Regions from separate parts of the Triticum aestivum genome. Here region 1 is linked to region 2. The links are chromatin contacts, called in public Hi-C maps. All regions are on one chromosome and are shown on one strand. Each heading gives the region's core, a stretch centred on a gene start, on an enhancer-like site or on the middle of the called end of the contact. The rest is flanking DNA. Distances are from core to core; before and after follow the strand shown. Region 1 holds the start of LOC123053177. Region 2 holds the start of LOC123053174 (chaperone protein ClpC1, chloroplastic).

What was found. A called contact is a pair of places that touch in the nucleus more often than the background predicts.
Region 1: a contact with region 2 is called in a Hi-C map of leaf, with 5 times the contacts expected there. The contact joins the promoter of LOC123053177 here to the promoter of LOC123053174 in region 2. A contact is called at or near these places in 3 of 5 Hi-C or Micro-C datasets (all in leaf).

What each region holds. Positions count from the first base shown.
Region 1 is chr2D:366,604,868-366,610,649 of IWGSC CS RefSeq v2.1, forward strand. LOC123053177 reads left to right here and starts at 3,835. Exons shown (of 2, transcript XM_044476594.1): 1 at 3,835-4,422; 2 at 5,013-5,782. The coding sequence starts at 3,991.
Region 2 is chr2D:366,425,937-366,431,806 of IWGSC CS RefSeq v2.1, forward strand. It overlaps LOC123053174 (chaperone protein ClpC1, chloroplastic), which reads right to left and starts at 2,613. Exons shown (of 10, transcript XM_044476592.1): 1 at 2,423-2,613; 2 at 971-1,556. The coding sequence starts at 1,520.

The DNA of each region.
Region 1 (5,782 bases), core at 2,585-5,084, 180 kb after region 2:
TTCAGTGACTTGTGTGTTTTCTCCTACTGGATTGACACCTTGGTTCTCAAATTGAGGGAAATACTTATCTCTACTTTGCTGCATCACCCTTTCCTCTTCAAGGGAAAAACCAACGCAAGCTCAAGAAGTAGCATGCTTTGTCGTCCAGAGAGCTAATCGTCATTGGAGAATTAGAGAGAGAAGAAGAGAATCGCACAAGGCTTCTCTATTATTAGGATTAGAGAGATCTAGGTCTAGCTCTAATTAGATCAACCCCAATTTAGAACTAGAACTAGAGAACTAGAGGAGGCTCCAAAACTTGTGTGTTCAAAAGTGGCCAAAACCTCTACTCCCTCCATCCCATAATATAAGAACGTTTTTGACACTACACTAGCGTCAAAAACATTCTTATATTACGGGACAGAGGGAGTAGTATATATAGGTTGGAGAAGAGGGGAGGGCGCCACATGGGGGGAGGATTCCTCCACCCCCGCGCGCCAGCCCTAGGAGGGGGAATCCCCCTCCAATTCGGCCTCCACCTAATAGGCCTCATAGGCCCATTAACTTCCCCCCTATAGGCCTTTTAGTATTTTCTTTAGCCCAATGATACTAAATAAATTATAAAAGCCTTCTAATCAATATTAGAACTTTTTATATTAATTTAACATCTCCAGAAACATTTTCCACCTATATATCAATTCCCTTTATTACCTAGTAAACCCCGAAACTCAATGGCCGCGTCGGATCTCCATTGTCTTCCCCATGTCCGGCAGCCCGCTCGTCGGACTATCGTGTGCCCCGGAGGTTATGCTTTAGCGCAAAGGGCGGCTTGCTTCCCCATGTTCGGCAGCGCCACTCATCAGAGTGGAACCACCATGATATGCTTCAGCCAAAGGGGAAAGGGGACGACGGTGGCCTGCGACCGGGTAATACACCGGCCGTGTATGCTGGCATCGCCTCAGTGGTGGCCTTCATGGGACCCAAGCGACGACGGCCTCCCACTGAAAGGATCGAGAAGAGGGGTCTAGGGGGGGGGTGTGATTAGACCCTTAACGAGCAAAAGTGGCAGTTTTTAATTTCTTCAAGTTAAGGTTGAGTGTAGCATGTGTTAAAGGCACACACAATACATTTCAAGCCAGCATGATAAGAGTATAGGCAGCGGAAAGGGTAAAGCATGCAATTTGCAAGAATATAAAGGGATGGGATTGGAGTGTGCAAATGCAATGGAGACACGGAGAATTTTTGGCGTGGTTCCTATAGGTGGTGCTATCGTATGTCCTCGTTGATGGAGACTTCAACCCACGAAGGGTAACAGTTGCGCGAGTCCACGGAGGGCTCGACCCATGAAGGGTCCACGAAGAAGCAACCTTGTCTATCCCAACATGGCCATGGCCCACGAAGGACTTGCCTCACTCAGGTAGATCTTCACGAATTAGGCGATCTCCTTGCCCTTACAAACTTCTTGGTTCAACTCCACATCACGACGGAGGCTCCCAAGCGACACCTAGCCAATCTAGGAGACACCACTCTCCAAAAGGTAATATACGGTGTGTTGATGATGAACTCCTTGCTCTTGTGCTTCAAATGATAGTCTCCCCAACACTCAACTCTCTCTCACATATTTGGTTATGGTGGAAGAAGGATTTGAGTGGAAAGCAACTTGGAGAAGGCTAGAGATCAAGGTTCAAATGGTTGGAATGGAATCTCTTGATCTCAACACATGAGTAGGTGGTTCTCTCTCAGAAAACGAATGGTGGAAGTGTAGGCACGTTGTGATGGCTCTCCTTAATGAGGGAGAATGGCTGGAGGGGTATATATAGCCTCCACACAAGATCTAACTGATACACACTTTTGACTCATCTCGGTGGCATCGATTAGGAAACTCGGTGGCACCGATCTGTTAAAAAATATGAACATTAGGAATCTCGGTGGGACCGGCTGAAACAACTCGGTGGGACCGATGTGCTAGGGCTTAGGGCAAACTTCATCTCGGTGGCACCGATTGCATCAACTCGGTGAGACCGAGGTGAGTGCAACGAGAAACAGGGAATCTGTCAAGCTAACTCGGTGGGACCGATTGTAACAACTCGGCGAGACAGAAGTGAATGCACCAAGTCACAAAGCGTTGGCAAGGCCATCTCGGTGGGACCGAGATCCATATCAGTGTGACCGAACTGTTAGGGTTTCTGGCAGTGGCTATGTCATGATGAACTCGGTGGCTCCGGATGAAAGATATCGGTGGGGCCGAGTTGGAGTTTAGTGTTTTGGACATATTTGGATGGAGAGAGTGACTGAGGGTTTTGGAGCAATATCACTAAGCACTTTGAGCAAGTAGACCATTATGCAACACCTCGTCCCCTTTTAATAGTATTGGCTTCCCTGTGGACTCAATGTGATCTTGGATCACTTAAACAAAAATGAAGAGTCTTGAGCTTTTGCCAATCCTTGTCCTTAACATTTTGAAGGGATTCCACATCCTCTTGTCCTTACCACTCCACTATTGAACTTATCTGAAATATACTAGATAAAACTATTGGTCCAACAAAAGATATGTTGACATTAATTACCAAAATCACCCAGGGAGCACTTGTGCTTTCACCCATGTTCTACTTCTCCTCGATGATTGCGGCGGGTGCAGACGTGTTGTACATCATTTCATCTATCTCTGCGAAGCCAATTTCTTTCTCCGCCGTCAGGGCGTGGTTACGCATACGTTGACGGCGGATGGAGCGATCGCAGGCACTGGAGGAGCGGCACGATACGATGTCGTCCACAGCAACCACAAATGCATGTGCCGCCATGCTCCCCGCGTGTCGTCCTGGAGCAACCCGCCACTCCTCGGCGAGCTAGCTTGGAGTGGCGAATTGTTGAACGACGTGGCGGCTTGGACCTTCTGCATCTGCAAGCTGGCCTGCAGCAGCCTGGAGCGTCGAGGGTGTTGGAGCAGAGAGTTGCCTGGCTCGTATCCTGCGGGCTCGACGGACCATCCAACCGGCTTTTATGCCGGAAAACTCCTCTTCCTGCTCGCCGGATGCCATGGATATTGTGGAGAAAATGGTGCAAGGAGGAGATGGGAGTGGGGTGTGGTACGATTTTTGCTTGGCGTCTGGCGCCGTTGAAATAGTGGGCCGACGGCCGAAGCCAACCGGCGTCGTGTTCAATGACGGGTGGCTCACGAACAGACGCGTGGTTGGAGTAGATTTCTTGGCACACACACTGGTTTAATGGAGGAAGGCGGGCAGTTTGTGGTCGTTTGAATGTGGCGAGGAGATGTGTTCAGCCGGGCGTGCAGCGGGCGGCACTGTCTCGGCCAGCGCACCGCTTCAATGCCGACAGTGAGAGGTCGCATCCGTTTTGTGCCGGCGTCAATGCGGAGCGGCCGCTCTCCAGTGGCATGAATGTGCGCAGCTGGCGTCAGGCCGGAACGCGCGCGAGCGCGGATATTTTTTTTGTGGGGCAAGGTAGTCAGGAGCGGGCGTGGCAGTGGTCCGGACGCCTGCAAAGCCTCTCATTTTGTCTCCGGTATGCAGAAAAAAAACATATTCGAACAGCGCGGTCCGAATGTAAGCGGACGGTTTAAAAGTCGGTGTTGAAGATGCTCTTACATCAAAACCATCTGCAATTATGTGCAAGACCGCTCAGGGGTTGATTGCTGATTAGGGGCTGATTGATCTGATATGGCAAAGTTTAGGGGCTGGTTTATCCGCTTTTAAGGGGTAATTTTTTGAGGAGGAAAAGTAATACTGTACTACTGTACTTTTTTGCTTTTCTAAAAAAATATATTAACTGTGCATGTGACGTTCTAGCCCGTTTCGGTACCGACACCAAAGCCCGGGCCCAAGCCCAAGCCGGAAACGATTATCGACCGCGAGTTGCCGTCTTCAACTTCAAACCTCGCAAGCCTCTCAGACTCGAAGCAAACCCCCATCTCAAACCCACAGCGCACGGCCGGGCCGAGGGGAACTTTCGAGAAGCTTCTGTAAGATTGGTTCGCTGCCTCGCGTCCGATCCATGGCGGCCGAGGGGGGCGGAGGAGGAGGCGGCGGCGGAGCCGGGGAGGGGTTCGAGGAGCGGGTGAAGCGCCTCTTCGGGTCGCGTCTCTTCGGCGACGTCCCGAGCTCCTCCTTCCCGGCAGCTTCCTGGTCCGTCGCCGCCGGAGATGTTGAGCGCCAGCGCTGGGCGCGCCCGTCGGAGGCCCGCGACGAGGAGGAGGAGCGCGCCGCGGCCGAGCGCGCCGACACGCCATGCTCGTCCGCGTTCTACGATGCCAACGGGTGCCTCCGCGGCCGGAGGCGGCGGTCCAAGCAGGACTTTGAGGACGACCCCGAAGATGATGAGGAGGATGAGGAGGATGTGAGGGGCGAGGACGATAGGAAGGAGGAGAAGGACGAGGAAGAGGAGGTTAGGGTTTCGATCGGCCTCGACCCGACTCTGGATCGGGAGGTGAGAGAAAAATAACTTCCGATTTTATTTGATTTGACCATTTGCTATTCGATGCTGTATTGCTTGTGGAAATTAGGGCATTGATTATATAAGATAGTAAGGCCGATTTGGCTTCTTCTTTTGCTACTCATACCCTACTGCTTGCTGAAGAAACGTTTCATCTGTAGAGTGTATTGATCTCCAGTCTCCTAGCGGGGTAGAAAAAGTGCTAAGTATGGGGGATTGGAGTATCGTTGTCATCAATTTGCTCCCTTCATGTTGTTTGCTTGTTGTGATTTTCGCTTTTGATTTTTGCAATGGGGTCTTTTTCAAGGGAAATGCCGCAGGGGATAAGAGTCTATTCCACAGTTTCAATGGAACCTTAAGGACTGTTCATTTCTTTTGAAGGCCTTTTGCTTTTGCTAATTACTAGTACTAAGATAAATCATAAAGCAAACCAGACTGTTTGTAGACTTATATAAGACGACTTTAACATGAAAACACTAAAATTATCTAAATCTGATACTAAATGCAGGTAAGGAGCTTTTGCTTTTGTATTTGGCATACCTATCTATTTGCACCTTGTTCTGATTGGGTGTGTTATCTTTCAGGAAGAGGAGGACAAATATGATAGAGCGGCATTTGGTAAAGAAGATGCTGCAGAACGTGTGTACATGAGTGAAATCATGGATGAGGGCATTAATATGAGCATCAATACTGTAGTGCCTGACCTCCTTGATGATACCATTGATGAGATCTGTGGTTTATCCAAGGATCCTCGGGCAGATCTTGATGCAGCATCTGCAAGGCTCAGAGAAGACAATAGTTCAGGTAAAATTGGCCTTCATTCTCCAACTCAAACCAAGGAGTGTCCAACTGCTGGAATGCAAGCAATGAGAGCTCAGGATATCGGTGTGAAACCTATACTGAAGAGGAAGGAGGAGCAAGCCGATTCAAAACCAAGGAAACGTGTGAGGTTTAATGCCGATGTTAAAGAACAACCAGTGGAGCTTCTTGAACATGATGAAGATTCTCCCATGGTTCCTCAGTCAATGGATGTGGTCACAACAAAGGGCAACTTGGGCAACTCCTCCACGCCGTCTGGGGTTCCTGACTATGTTAGGAACCCTTCAAAGTACACATGTTACACTATGGAGACACCAGAGAGTACTGACGAATCAAACAGGAGAGCTCTTGCAGACTTGCACAATCTGTTAGGCAGATCAGATCCCAACAAGATGCAGCCTGAGACACCTGCTGAGATTCCTAGTTCAGTCACATTCATCCCTAGGAAGAAGTCAGTTGATGCCATGGTGGTGGATGAGGGCCCCAGATTTAGTAGTGCAAACCCATCTCTCATTAGTGCAGCAGCAGCAGTAGC
Region 2 (5,870 bases), core at 1,363-3,862:
GTCCCCATCCCTGCCAAATCCTATGGACCCGCAGCTACCCTGGATAGGACACTGCATGGTGAGGAATTCATGGTTGGCTTGCCAAAGAAGAAAGGTAACTGCTCGCTAGATGGGCAATGAAGGTCGGGGATGAGGGATGGTAAAACATCACTGTTAAGCTAGCACACTAGCTTTCCCCAGGGTTCCTGCCACAATCACCTAATGGAGAATTTCCACAGCGTAAAAGAAGAACAAAGCTTCATTCTGCACAGGACATGATGATCACTTTTGCTTAAGTATCATTCTGGATTAGTCACTGACTAAGACAATTGTACATGTTTAGTGTCTTTAGTGATCAAACCACTACATGAAATCTTACACCACTATCCATACTTAATGTAGACTCTGAAAGTAAGAACAGGATACTACATAAATAAAACTAGAGTATATAAAAAAACACATAAAATAATATAAAAGCAACGGTCAGTCACTGTCCGGCCAAGTACATAGAATGACAAAAAATGGGGCCTAGACTCAGATAGTCAGGACCAGACAATGATCGGGGATGGGAATGGGGAAACATTCATGTGCTTGCTTCAACAGAAGGTGAGATGAATTAACCACTAGTTCCGCACACTCGTCACCAAATGGGAATGCAGCTCGATTACCATGCCTAGCAGAACACCTTATGATAACTTGTCCTCAACTACCATTCTATCACTAATGGAGTCATAAATTCGGATATTTTGTGCACTTATCTGAACCAATTTACACTAGTATATAGCAAACTTATGTGACTAAGAAAAACAGAACAGGGTAACTGAGAAAAGAAAATAGAATAAAAACAGACTAATTGATTACAAACTAGATGTAAATAAAAAAACTGATGATGTGCATACAGTAATAATTACAGAATAGCTGATCAGAATGGATGAAACAAGAGCATGAAACTAGCTGATTTTCGTGGATAAATGAAGGTAATGATTAATACCTAGCTGGCGAGCTTCTTCAAGTGACAGTTCGAGTACACGCTTTGCACGAGGTGTAAATGGAATTTCAACGGCAACAAACCCACTGCCTCTTCCAATAATCTTTTCAACTTCCACACGGGCATCCTTAAGACTGATCCCCATAGACTTTAGAACCTTTGCTGCAATTCCAGTTCCCTCACCAATAAGGCCAAGCAGAATCTGTTCTGTCCCAACAAAGTTGTGGCCTAGGCGTCTTGCTTCCTCCTGTGCAAGCATAATCACCTTGATTGCTTTCTCTGTGAAGCGCTCGAACATGGCCCGGACAACCATTCTTGAACCTGACCCACGTGGTCGTGAAATCTGGCTTGCTACAATGGAGCCAAAGTCACGTTTGATAACGGACCTTGTATCCAGGAAATTTGTTTGCCGCAGTCCTTGAAAACCCCCGAGAGTGAGGGTCCTGGTTGGCGTACTGCGTAACATTGTGGCCCTTGTGCGCACACGGGACCGCGTAGAGCTACTCCTGTATGCGGTAGGAGCAATGGCAGACTGAACCAGAGTCCCCTCCATATTGAACTAACCAAAGAACCACAGGTTTACCAGTGCCTGCAAAAAAAAAGCATTACTCAAACAGAAAACATCATCAAATGATTGCAAAGCAACTATGGCATCTACTTCCGATGGTAGATCCCACATATGTGCCTCAAAAACGAGGTTAAAAGAATTCGCCAACCATTCACATATCATTGAAACAACACCTAATGACCCCAAATCAAAGAGCAGTATAGTACTATAAGAAATTCGGGCACGATGGTTTTTACCAAGCTTGATAAGTTTCATGTACCCAGCCAACTTCAACACAGGATTATCCACACGTGACTGCTCCAACCAAGAGAAGAATACCATCTAAATCCGCTCGACAATAGCACCCCAATCGGAAAGCCCCTACCGTGCGCCTACACGCGCCAAGCAAAAGCCAACATATATCCACATCCCGGCTGCTACCAAAATAGCGCGCTCGACTGCATCCACCGACGAGGTGGGTAAAAACAGGATTCGCAGAATTTCCCCTGGAACTATCCAACCAACCAGCCAATCGATCCCCGGAACCACCAAACCCAATCCACAAATCCGCCCACCCGAGGGAACGGAAGAGGATAAGGTTCCCCATGAACTCCGAAAACAATCGGCGAAAACAACCGCAGGAGTCATCGCCCCCCACGAGCGAAGGGCGCGGAGACGGAAGCGAGCGGCGGGCGCGGCGGGGGAAGCCTCACCTCGGCGACGACGTGGCCGCCCAGCGGCGGAGGACCTAGGGAGAACCTTGGGACGGGCGGAGTCGATAACACGGGGAAGAGAGCTAGATGCGAAATCCTAGCAATTCACAGGCTTAGCTAAAATTAATATAACTACTGCTCCGTAGGATCCATGTTACAATGAAAAGTGGAATACTCCTACCGAAGAAATACTACCTCAACTCGTGCACGCGGCGTGCTCGCTGCCTTGCCCCAGGTCCAGCCGCTGGCCGCCGCCCCACCCTCTCGCTCGCTTCTCGCTAGGGCTAGTCGCCTCGAATTACACGGCACCTGTGTCAATTGATAAGGAGCGACCACCCATGCTTATCGGATGTGCGTCGATTTAAAAGGCCCGGCGAGGCCCACAAGACACACCCCTTTCTCCTCCCTTTTCACTTGCGTGCTTGGTTACCTGCATGGTTTTTTTTACCTCTTTACACGTGTGTCTTAGTTAAATCCGGTTGAGAACAAAAACCATCATCTACATATAGTTTGATTGTTTTTATCTTGTGTGGCTGCATTAGGAAAGCAATATTTATCCAGTGTTTGGTTGCTTGTGCTGCACCGAATAGACAAATTACATGTTGTTTGGTTCCGAACGTCACAATGTATGATCACCACTTCTCATTAGTGGTGACCTTACCACACACGATTTTCCAACATCGTCTCAATCCTAACTAGAAAACAAATGATAGTTTAACAATAATAGGGAAAAGTTCATCGATGTCCAATTAGATGGAAGTCCATCCTCGTGAGTTGTTGTTTTGTTGTTGTTTCTTCTGTTGTTGCTGCTGCTTCTTCTCTTCTGTTGTTGCTTCTTCTTCTTCTCTTCTATTGTTGATGCTTCTTCTTCTCTTCTGTTGCTACTGCTTCTTTTTCTTCATATCCTTGTATGACCTTTATTTTCTCACATTGCCGAAGACTCCATCCTTTTGTTCTTCCAGGCTTTGTTGTCAAATGCCTCCACACCATGGTCGGAGTCAACAACATCATCAAGCATCACCTCTTCCTCCTCCGGCACAAGGTCATCACAACCCCATTGTAGGATCCAGTTATGAAGGATGCAACAAGCAAGAACAAGCTTAACCTGGGGTTTGAAAAGTGTGGAATGACTTCTGATCCAGAATCTTAAACCTATTCTTCAGATCTCCAAATGCCCTCTCAACCGTAATTCTAAGGCTAAAGTGTCTGAAATTAAACAATTCATGTGCAGTCCTAGGATAGTTTCTACCAGAGAACTCATTTAGATGGTGTCTGGTTTTCCTGAGGGTGGAAGAACACCAGGCCGACATGCATAGCCAGCATCTCTGAGGTAGAACTTGCCATCGGGGATATTGATGCCATCAGGTCTGAAAGCACATTTGCTCCCTTGGTGGTTTTGGTAATTCATGTCAACATACATGTTGTTGGACTAACATTTTTCATCAAGTATATTTCAAGAATAATACAGCCTAGGCTTGTAGATGGATGAAGATGTGGACCCCTCAAGCTACAAAGGACAAGCATTGGCAAAAGCTTCATGACTCTACATTTTTGGTTGAATGATGAAAGATCACATTGAGTCCATAGGAAAACCAATACTATTAAAAGTGAATGAGGTTTTGATCATGAGTCATTTGCTCAAGTGCTTGGAAATATTGCTCCAAAACTCTCAGCTACATTCTCACAATTCAATCTGTCCAAAAACCTAAAGTCATTCTCGGTCCCACTGAAATAGATACACCCGGACCCACCGAGATACACCAGACAGTGCCACAACCTAAACCCTAGAAACTCGGTTCCACCGAGATGGCATTCGGTCCCACCGAAGTGCACTGACAAACTTTCTGTACCCCATCATGTTCATTTCGAAATTACTGAGTGAAACCATTCGGAATTACCAAAATGATGCAAGTGCTTTAGCTCATCACATGTCAGAGCCACCGGGTGGATTCATCCTATCTCACTGAAACGTGTACGTTCGAATCTTTTACACTAGTCAGTCTCACCGAGTTCTTCATCCGGTGTCATTGAGTTGTGCATAAAGTTTGTAACCGCTAGATCTTTGGTGATGGCTATATATACCCTGATGCGGCTTGAACTACGTCGGTATTCCCCAAAGTGGAAGGGATGATGCAGCACAACTACGGTAGGTATTTCCCTCAGTGATGAGACCAAGGTTATCGAATCAGTAGGAGAACCACGCAACACTACATAATGGTACCTGCACACAAAGAACAAATACTTGCAACCCAACGTAAAAGAGGGGTTGTCAATCCCTCCCGGGTAAAAAGATAGATAAAATTGTAGTAGATTGGATAAATAGATCTCACGGGAACGCGAGATAAAATAAATAACAATAAATTGCAGCAATGTATTTTTGGGTTTTTGGATTAATAGATCTAGAAATAAAAGCGAATAAAAATAGATCTCAAAGGCAATATGATAAAGAAGAGACCCGGGGCCGTAGATTTCACTAGTGGCTTCTCTCGAGAAAAATAGCATACGTCGGGTAAACAAATTAGGGATAATTGTATTTGAGCCCTTAGTTGTGTCACCCTCGACAGGAATACCCCTAGTTTTGTAAAACACGCGGTCTTTCCCAACTAAGTTAGCTTGCTTTGTGTTTTTGCCCTTTCGTCATGGTTCCGTCCAGTCAGCGCCGTTTGACCGTGTGTTGACCGTTTGTGGACTTTTCCTTGGACCATTTTGCCCCTGCTTCTTCACTCTCTGGCGAGACACTGCCAAGTGGGACCCATCACCATCCCATGTTCCCTTTTATTTCTCTCCCGCCGGTCAAACCCTAGTCCTGGATGCCCTTCCCCCCTCTCTCAGATCCCATCAGCGCTGGAGCCACACATCCCGTCCATGGCCAGCGAAGGAAGGCTAGCGGAGGCCCCATCGGTGGTGGAGCCACGGATCCCATCGGGGTTGGGCTCGACCGCCCGCAGGAGCAAAACCGCCCTGACCCGCCTCGTTTCCGCGCCTGAGGTACGCCTCATCTCCGCAGCCGTTCATCGGGGTTGGGCGCGAGCGCCGCCCTGCCTGTGCTCCTTCCTTCTCCCTTTCTCTATCGATTCTCTCCGTCTCTCTCACCCTCCTCTTTTCTCTTCCCCGATAGGAGCAGGGAGCAACCCCAAAGCCACCATGTCACTGCCCATGGAGGTCCATCTCTCGATCCATTCACCGCCGCCGCGAGCCCTGTTCGATCTGGCGCTGCAATGTGTGAGGCATGAACTGCAGTGCCTGCGTCCCCGTTGACCCTCGTCCACGCCAACGCGGGCCAGCCTCCACCGACGCCTCCCTCTGGCCCAGATCCACAGCGCCCCGAGGGAGGCCCAGATCTCGTCGGTGGCCAATGTATGCGGCAGCCGGCGACACACGGTGGGGAGAGATGGTTTGGAGGGTGGCGCGTGGCGACTGGGGACGCACGGTGGGGATAGATGGTGGAGGAGGGTGGCACGCGCCTCGCCCAGGCCTCCTTCCACGCCGCAGCGGCGGAGTCCAAGCGCTCATCATGAGGACGCACGGGCGAGGAGGATTTGGCGAGCTCCGGCGAGCTTCGACGCCGATTCGTTTGGCTCCGGCGAGCTCATCCCCCTCCTACAGAGGGCGTCTTTTAAATCCTTGGCCCGACATTTTTTTA